Linked DNA regions of Mus musculus: region 1 is linked to region 2. A link is a contact called in public HiChIP or PLAC-seq data. All regions are on one chromosome and are shown on one strand. The core of a region is the stretch at or near the end of the contact, and the rest is flanking DNA. Distances in the headings are between cores, read along the strand shown. Region 1 holds the start of Cbx1 (chromobox 1). Region 2 overlaps Skap1 (src family associated phosphoprotein 1).

Region 1 (3,623 bases), core at 829-3,328, 76 kb after region 2:
CAGTTCTCATCTCTAATGGAGAACTCGATAGATTAGCTGGAGCTGAGCTGCACATTAAATCTCTAACCAGGAGACAAAGGCTGAAGTTTCCTATTTAACAAATCAAAGCTGGCCTGGCCACCAGGTCCCCCAGCATCCCTCAGCTCTGACCTGTTACCCCAGAATTCGTTAGACCAGGGGCTGGGCTGCCCTTCCCCCAGAGGCTCCTCCCAGCCATTTTGGTTACCTTCCTACCCCATTTTTAATGCTTTCCCATCTTGGTTGCTGCACCTGGTTCCCCTCTTTCCTTCTCTCTGCCTTCTCCTCACATGGCTTAAAGGCATCCAGAACGGGTGGGTTGTCGCCTGGTTTTGGAGGCTTGACCCAAGTATTTTTTCAGGAAGAATCGGTCTCTTTTGACTAATTTTTATATAACATTGTGAAACTAACCCTCTTTTTCTTTTGTCTTAGTTTTTTGAACAGAAAAGTTGTCACTGTTTCGGGGTTTTTTTGATTTTTGGTTTGTTTGTTTGTTTTTTTTTTTAAGACAAGCTCTCACTCTGTAACCTAGGCTACATAGTCTAAACTGCGCTTTTTTTTTTTTTTTTTTTTTTGGGTTTGCTGTTGTGTTTGTTTGTTTGTTTGAGACAGGGTTTCTCTGTGTAGCCCTGGCTCTCCTGGAACTCACTCTGTAGAACAGGCTGGTCTTGAACTCAGAAATTCTCCTGCCTCTGCCTCCTAAGTGCTAAAGTGCTCTTAAACTCCCAGCAATCCTCCTGTCTCAATCCCGGGTACTAGGATTAAGAGGCTTGAATCTGGCCTTGGAAAGTTTGATCAGTTCTATTATCAGTTGGACATCTCAGTTATTCACTTAATCACATATTCAAGGAATTTTTACCAATAAATACTGAGAGTCAAAACGTGACCTTGTGGCCGGGCGTGGTGGCGCACAACTTTAATCCCAGCACTCGAGGCAGAGGCAGGCCGATTTCTGAGTTTGAGGCCAGCCTGGTCTACAAACTGAGTTTTGAGAGAAACCCTGTCTCAAAAAAACAAACAAAAACAAACCAACCAACCAACCAAACAAACAAACAACCAAAATGACCTTGTCCTTGCTAGAAACAAACACCAAGGATCCTGAGTGTCGTGGACACAATGAGTCATATGAAGCGTCTGTCCTTACTGGAGTTCCTAGTTCAACAATTAGCAGCAACCTACCTGAATCAGAGTAGCACCCGTGTTAAAGAATGACAGCCCAGCCGTGGTTTTTGCTTAATTCCGTTTCTTTAGACTAACTTGATAAAGGATGTTCACAGAGATGGAGAAATCCCCATGAAAGTCACCCACCGGCAAGGGCAATAAAGGGAAAACTTTGAATGTGGTGGTCTGTGTTTGTAATACTCGGCATTTGGGAAGTGAAAACAGGTAGATCAGACTTCCTTGAGACCCTGTCCACTCAACAGAACCAACAACCAAAAATAAAACAAGAATAGAGAGGGAAGGAAGGGGAAAGAAAAAAAGCAAATTCAGAAAGTGTCGATGGTGTCTACCTAGACGGTTAATCTACTGCTTTCTGAATGGAGCAGTGATTCAAACTGAGAGGTAGGAACCCCAGTCAGGTGGCAATAATAGGTAAGATTGCTGGACATTATTGAAGGTGATTTGATAAATCTCAGGTGACGAATACAATATTTTTCTTTTAAACGCAAACGGACCAAACATCAACGGGCTAGTTTCCAAACCTGCAGTGTCCTACTTTTGTAGACTGAGTAAGGAATACCAGCACGCGCCTGGAATCCAGCACTTTGACATTTGAAGCAAAAAGAAAGGCCACGAGTTCGAAGCCACCTGGGCTGCGTATCCTGTTATTAAACAAACAAACCCCACCACTACCCATCAATTTCCTAGACTGTAGAGTTATGTTCTAAGTAACAGTCGACTTCGCCTTTCCAGTCAAAAAAGAAAACAAAACTACGAAAACTCCCTACAATCCTTGAAAGTGGAGGTGGGCGGCGCGGGATTCGCGCGGTACTTTGGGATCTGTAGTTTCTGGCCGACTCTTAATCCCAAGGTGCCCTGCGGCGGGTCGTCGCGTCTGCGCAGTGCAGGCGGCGGGCCGCGCAGAGTGAGAGGCTCTTTTGTTCGGCTGAGGGGAGGGCCGTTAGCGGGGCCTGCGGTACGCCGCTTCAGCGGGACGGTCGACTTGTGGCCACACGGCTCTTTGCTCCTCTGGGCGCGCTACTCCCCTCGGACCGCCCGACGCAACGCGCGAGTAGCGCGGCACCGATTCCTCTCGGACTCTCGGGCGCTGCTACGAGGTGAAGAGGCGGGCTGGAGGCGGGGTGTGTGGGGGGAGGGGACGCGGCAACGGCGGGAGGCCGCGGACCAGCGCGGGCCGCTAACGGAAGAGCGGAGACCGAGGAATGGGGGGCGCGCCCCGGCCCAGCGCCCGCCGGGTCCGCTTCCCGCGCAGAGCTCGCGGGTTGCGGGAGTGTGGAGAGGGCGGGGCAGCGAATCCAGAGCCCGGGAGCCGAGTGGTTCGCGATGAGCGGAGCCAGCGGAGGGTTAGCTTTTCAAGAACTGGACCAAGAGCGTTTGACCCGAGTGAGGGACTCTAGAGTTGGGCGGGAGAAAGAAAACTTTGGGACGTCCATAAGGGGGACAGGTGCTTTTGGGTGTGCGTGGCAGGGACCACGACTTCGTACTCTCGAGGTTTAGAAATGTAACCTGAGAAAGCGGACACGGTGGCAATCGCAAGCAACCCCCGTAGCACTTGGAGGAAAGAGAGAAAAAGTAACCTGAGGATATTGGGTCCAGTTGCCACTATCAGAGAAGTTTCTCTTGCCAGAGTTAAGAAGAAGTAACTTCCAATAAACTTGAACAGGAGGATTTGGGCAGCTCACGGTGTGCTAGCGGGGAAGAGATTTGTTGAATCCGTCTAGGGGTGGGGGTGGGGGGTCAGGCATTTTCTTGACCTTGTCTAAAAGTGGAGTTGCTGGGATAGGTAGGGTAGAAGTCTAGAGTGACTGGTCAAATGTGGAAGAAAATAAAGGGTCCCTGGGGATGTAACTTAGTTGGTAGAATGTTTGCCTAGCCCACTGCACAGGCCTGAATTCAATCCTCTGTACCTTATAAATTCGGGCTGGGCTTGATGGCATTCATGTAGCCCTTGGGAGCGGAAACAGGACGATCAGGAGTTTAAAGCCTTGCCTGGCCACCAGGGGAGTCAAGAAAGGGTGAAAAGGCCACTTTGTGCCTTGTAATGGGTCTTCAGTGTGAGTTGGGAGGCTGTGGAAGAACACGTGTAAGGCAAGACTCATCCAATGAAAGAGATCTGTTCTTTGTGCGTAAGCCTGGGGGCCTCAGTTTACCTCTCAGGATCCAGGTAAAGGTGGAAAGAGCGAGCAGACTTCACAGAATTGCCCTCTGAGCTACAAATTAGGGAAATGGCAGGGACCCTCGAAAGCAGGTGCATGCCCACCGGCAGCGAGAATATTTTTATTTAAAAAGCAGTATAGAAATATAGAACTCATTTCGGTGTGTGGTACTGAGGACCTTGCACACATGTAAGTTATCTACCACTGAGTTATGTTCCAATACCATAAAAAGGTTTTTTGAAAAATGAGTTATGCTAGAACATAGGG
Region 2 (3,255 bases), core at 443-2,942:
GTTATACCTCTGCTATCACAAAAACAAACTACTGCGTGCACCAGCAGCATCCCATATAATAGGCTGGAGCTAGGCAGACACGGGCGTTGATGGTGAGGCTACAGGGTACACTCTCATCTAGGTGCCTAGGATTTATGCGTGTAATATACCCCTAAGTGTATAAACCTCAATAAAACTCAAAGCAGCTTTATTGAGCTGTACCCTGTGGTACTTTCAGAATCTCACATTGAAGAAATTATTCATTCCATTTTATTTTAAAACAAACAAAATAATAACATATGGTTTCAGCCGCAAATGTGCCTTTGATCCTTTCCTCCTATGAAGTCGCCGGAATTCAGATGAAATTTGTTGGGAAATCTTTATTAAAAGCCTAATCAAGCCAAGCAGTTTTATTGTGCTTCGAAATGAACCGTTCCTGTCTCTCCATCCTTCCTGTCCCCAGAGTATGCTCAGTGTGCTCGCTGGGTCCTGCAGCGGCCCCTCGGTGGTGGGGTGGGGGTGGGGGTGGGGGTTCCGGGAGCACACTGAAGGCAGAGAACAAGCTTCCCATCCCCCTATCAGAATTGAAACCAATCTTTCTCCCCGCCCTGGTGCTCACCAGTGCGGTAATGGCTGAACACCCCCTCCTCAGTGACCCACTTTGAGGTCATCCAGGCCGCAAAAGGACATGGTAACTGTGCTGTTTGGCCATTCCGTCTGGTCACACCACGGTTGTGTTTTCCCGTGCCCCCATTTCTTTTCTTCTGCTGCTTTTCCTCATTTGTTTTTCTTCCCTCTCCACGAACAAATTTGTCTGAATTCCACAGTGAGACCACCGGGAAATGAACGTCTGAGAGCTCAGACTCCGCCATATTGCCTGGGCTCTGTCACCCTGGCCAACTTGGAGCCATCGCTCACCGATCCGGTTTTCTGCTTGGCGAGCAGAGCATAGGACACAGGCAATGCCTCGCCTGGCCTATTTTCTTCCTTTCACCTTGCGTTTCCGTTCCCATACCCATACTTTTCTGGGCTGCTTCATCCTGACCACGTTTTATTGCCAGGGAGGATTTATGTTGGTGGGTTAAACCTGATGCAGTGACGGGCTGGCCTTTTCTGTAGATTTCCTGCCACTGAGGCCCGCATTAGAAATAACAGCCCTTAACCTAGTGTTTCATTTTCTCCTGACATGTTTTATTCTCATCCCTCCTCCTCTCTCACCTCCTCCTTTCCTATACTTCTTTTTTTTTCTATCTTTATTCATTCTTATCTTTGCTCCCGCTGCAGATCTTAGCTCCTTAACCATTCCCTTCGAAGAGGAGGAGGAGGAAGAGGAGGAAGAAGAGAAAGAAGAGGAAGAAATGTACAATGACGTCGATGGCTTTGACTCCCCAAGGTCTGGCTCCCAGTGCAGAGCCATGGCCTTGCCTGAGCCTACTGAGAAAGAGGAGGACATTTATGAAGTCCTACCAGGTAAGATACATCACCGGCTAACTACCCACCTCCTGCTGCTCAGAAAAACAACAACAAAAACAAAAAACTCTTGACATGCGAAAGAACGAAACAGCCCCCAAAGTTATCCCTATTCAAGGTTCACTGTCTGAAGGAGATGGTGTAAAAAGCCCGGTGACTCTGCCTTGTTCTGGGAACAAGATGAAATCCTCTTTCAGCGGTACCACGTGACGTGACGTCACTTGTTCTTGAGCCATGAAGGTTAAAGGCTAGAGACCACTCCCTCTGTTTCTCATTGGCTAGCTGTGAGTTTGGGGGTGCGTTCTCATAACTCTCTAGCCCTGGCTTACTTTCTGTAGAATCTGGAGAAGGATAAAGCATTGTCTCAAAGGTACGGAGGATTTCCAAAGTCTGGATTGTGCAGATGCCAACAATGGTCTTGATACAGTAAAACTCTGATAGAACACACCTCATCATCGCCCAGAGTCAAATCTCATCTCCTCAGAGTAAGCCTACCCTGCCTCGCCTCTCCCCGTGCTGGGGCCGGTTGACTCTGGAGCCCTCCCCTTCACAAGGCAGGCTCACTAGCATCTCAGAAAACGCACAGTCATCACTGTTCCCGCAGAGCCACTTCTGGTGGGAATCCAGCAGCTGGTGAACAGTACAGAACACAGTGGGGGTCAGACTGGAAAGCCGGAGCCTGAGCCTTTTAATTGTGAGGTATTTAGACAATGGGAAAGCTGAATCTTCAAGTCCATTCAGGAAGCGCTCCTGTGGAAATTTGCCAGGAGTTTAGTACTCTGCTAAGAAATTCAAATTAAGCCAAAATTTATAGCAATTTAAGCCTGCATCCCAGATGAACCTGGAAACTAAGGTGAACCCAACACTTAGGCCCCAGAAGACAGGGCCCCTTGCTAAAAGCATTATCAGTAAATAATTGCATCTCAAGGCTTCCTAAGAGGAGGACCCAGCCTTCTTAAGTAGGTATTCCCTATTTGTCTCTTGCCTGAGAGACAAGCGACGTCATTGCTCTCTGAGTCAAGTTGCAAGTCTGTGTGTCCTCAAAGCCCCACCAAGAAGTGTTCAATCCTCCTCAGTCCTCCAGCCTCTGCCAGACTCCACTTCCCCTGGCGGCGGCGGCGGTGGTGGTGGTTGTTGTTGTTGTTGTTGTTGTTGTGTTTTATTATGCAAATGATATCTTGGTTGAGGTCGAGCCATTTCTTGTGTCTGAAGTTAAAAAAAAAATGATAATTTCCTCAGCAAGTCATCGTCGTTAATGAAGTTTTACAAAAACAGATACAACCAAAGGAAAATAAAATTTCACAGGTGATAAATTTTTCCAATTTCCCTGGCAGAATTCGATAGGATTGTTAAATTAAGAGTGAAGGTGTCTGTTAGGAAGCAACGAGCGGTGATGGGTAATTTTATAGAGTGGAAAATTGAATCAAATTGCTACATTAAAACAGAGCTCCTCCGAGAATCTTCCTCCACAGCCTGTGCCATTGCAACAGCAGGGTGCAGAAAGCGATCTAATTCACCACACTCCCTAAAAGGAGATGCTCTCCCCAGCTTGGCCAGGATCTTCCTAGAGAGCTCACGCCAGCCCAGGTTCGGGGAAAGAGCCGGATGAGGCTTCACCTGAGGTTCCAACGATCTCCAAGCCACTCTGCCTTCTGGGCTGCAGAGAAAAGCTATGTGATGCCCAAAGAAGCCAGGGAGGATGAAACTGATGCTGGGGGGGGGGGGGGGAGTGAAGGAGAGAGACCGCAGGAAACAGGATGGGATTCCTTACTCTGGGTCAGAAGGAAGGACTGTACCACCAGCTTC

The links. HiChIP or PLAC-seq counts read pairs in DNA pulled down with a chosen protein or histone mark.
Region 1: a contact with region 2 is called in an H3K27ac HiChIP or PLAC-seq map of embryonic stem cells, with 8 read pairs. The contact joins the promoter of Cbx1 here to the enhancer-like site in region 2. A contact is called at or near these places in 1 of 39 promoter capture datasets (macrophages), 1 of 15 datasets of contacts at CTCF or cohesin (the NIH/3T3 cell line), 2 of 484 Hi-C or Micro-C datasets (both in embryonic stem cells), 2 of 115 datasets of contacts at active chromatin or transcription factors (both in embryonic stem cells) and 3 of 9 other capture datasets (adipose tissue, liver and pancreatic islet).

What each region holds. Positions count from the first base shown.
Region 1 is chr11:96,787,057-96,790,679 of GRCm38.p6, forward strand. It overlaps Cbx1 (chromobox 1), which reads left to right and starts at 2,079. Exons shown (of 5, transcript NM_001362560.1): 1 at 2,079-2,297.
Region 2 is chr11:96,711,754-96,715,008 of GRCm38.p6, forward strand. It overlaps Skap1 (src family associated phosphoprotein 1), which reads left to right. Exons shown (of 12, transcript NM_001177899.1): 9 at 1,264-1,449. Among named protein-coding and RNA genes, the nearest start is that of Snx11, 64 kb to the right of the region's middle. Within about 2 kb of position 1,693, at least 21 of the 459 cell types and tissues checked have an H3K27ac peak or open chromatin away from gene starts, as enhancers often do. A contact at or near this core is called in embryonic stem cells, where this site is marked.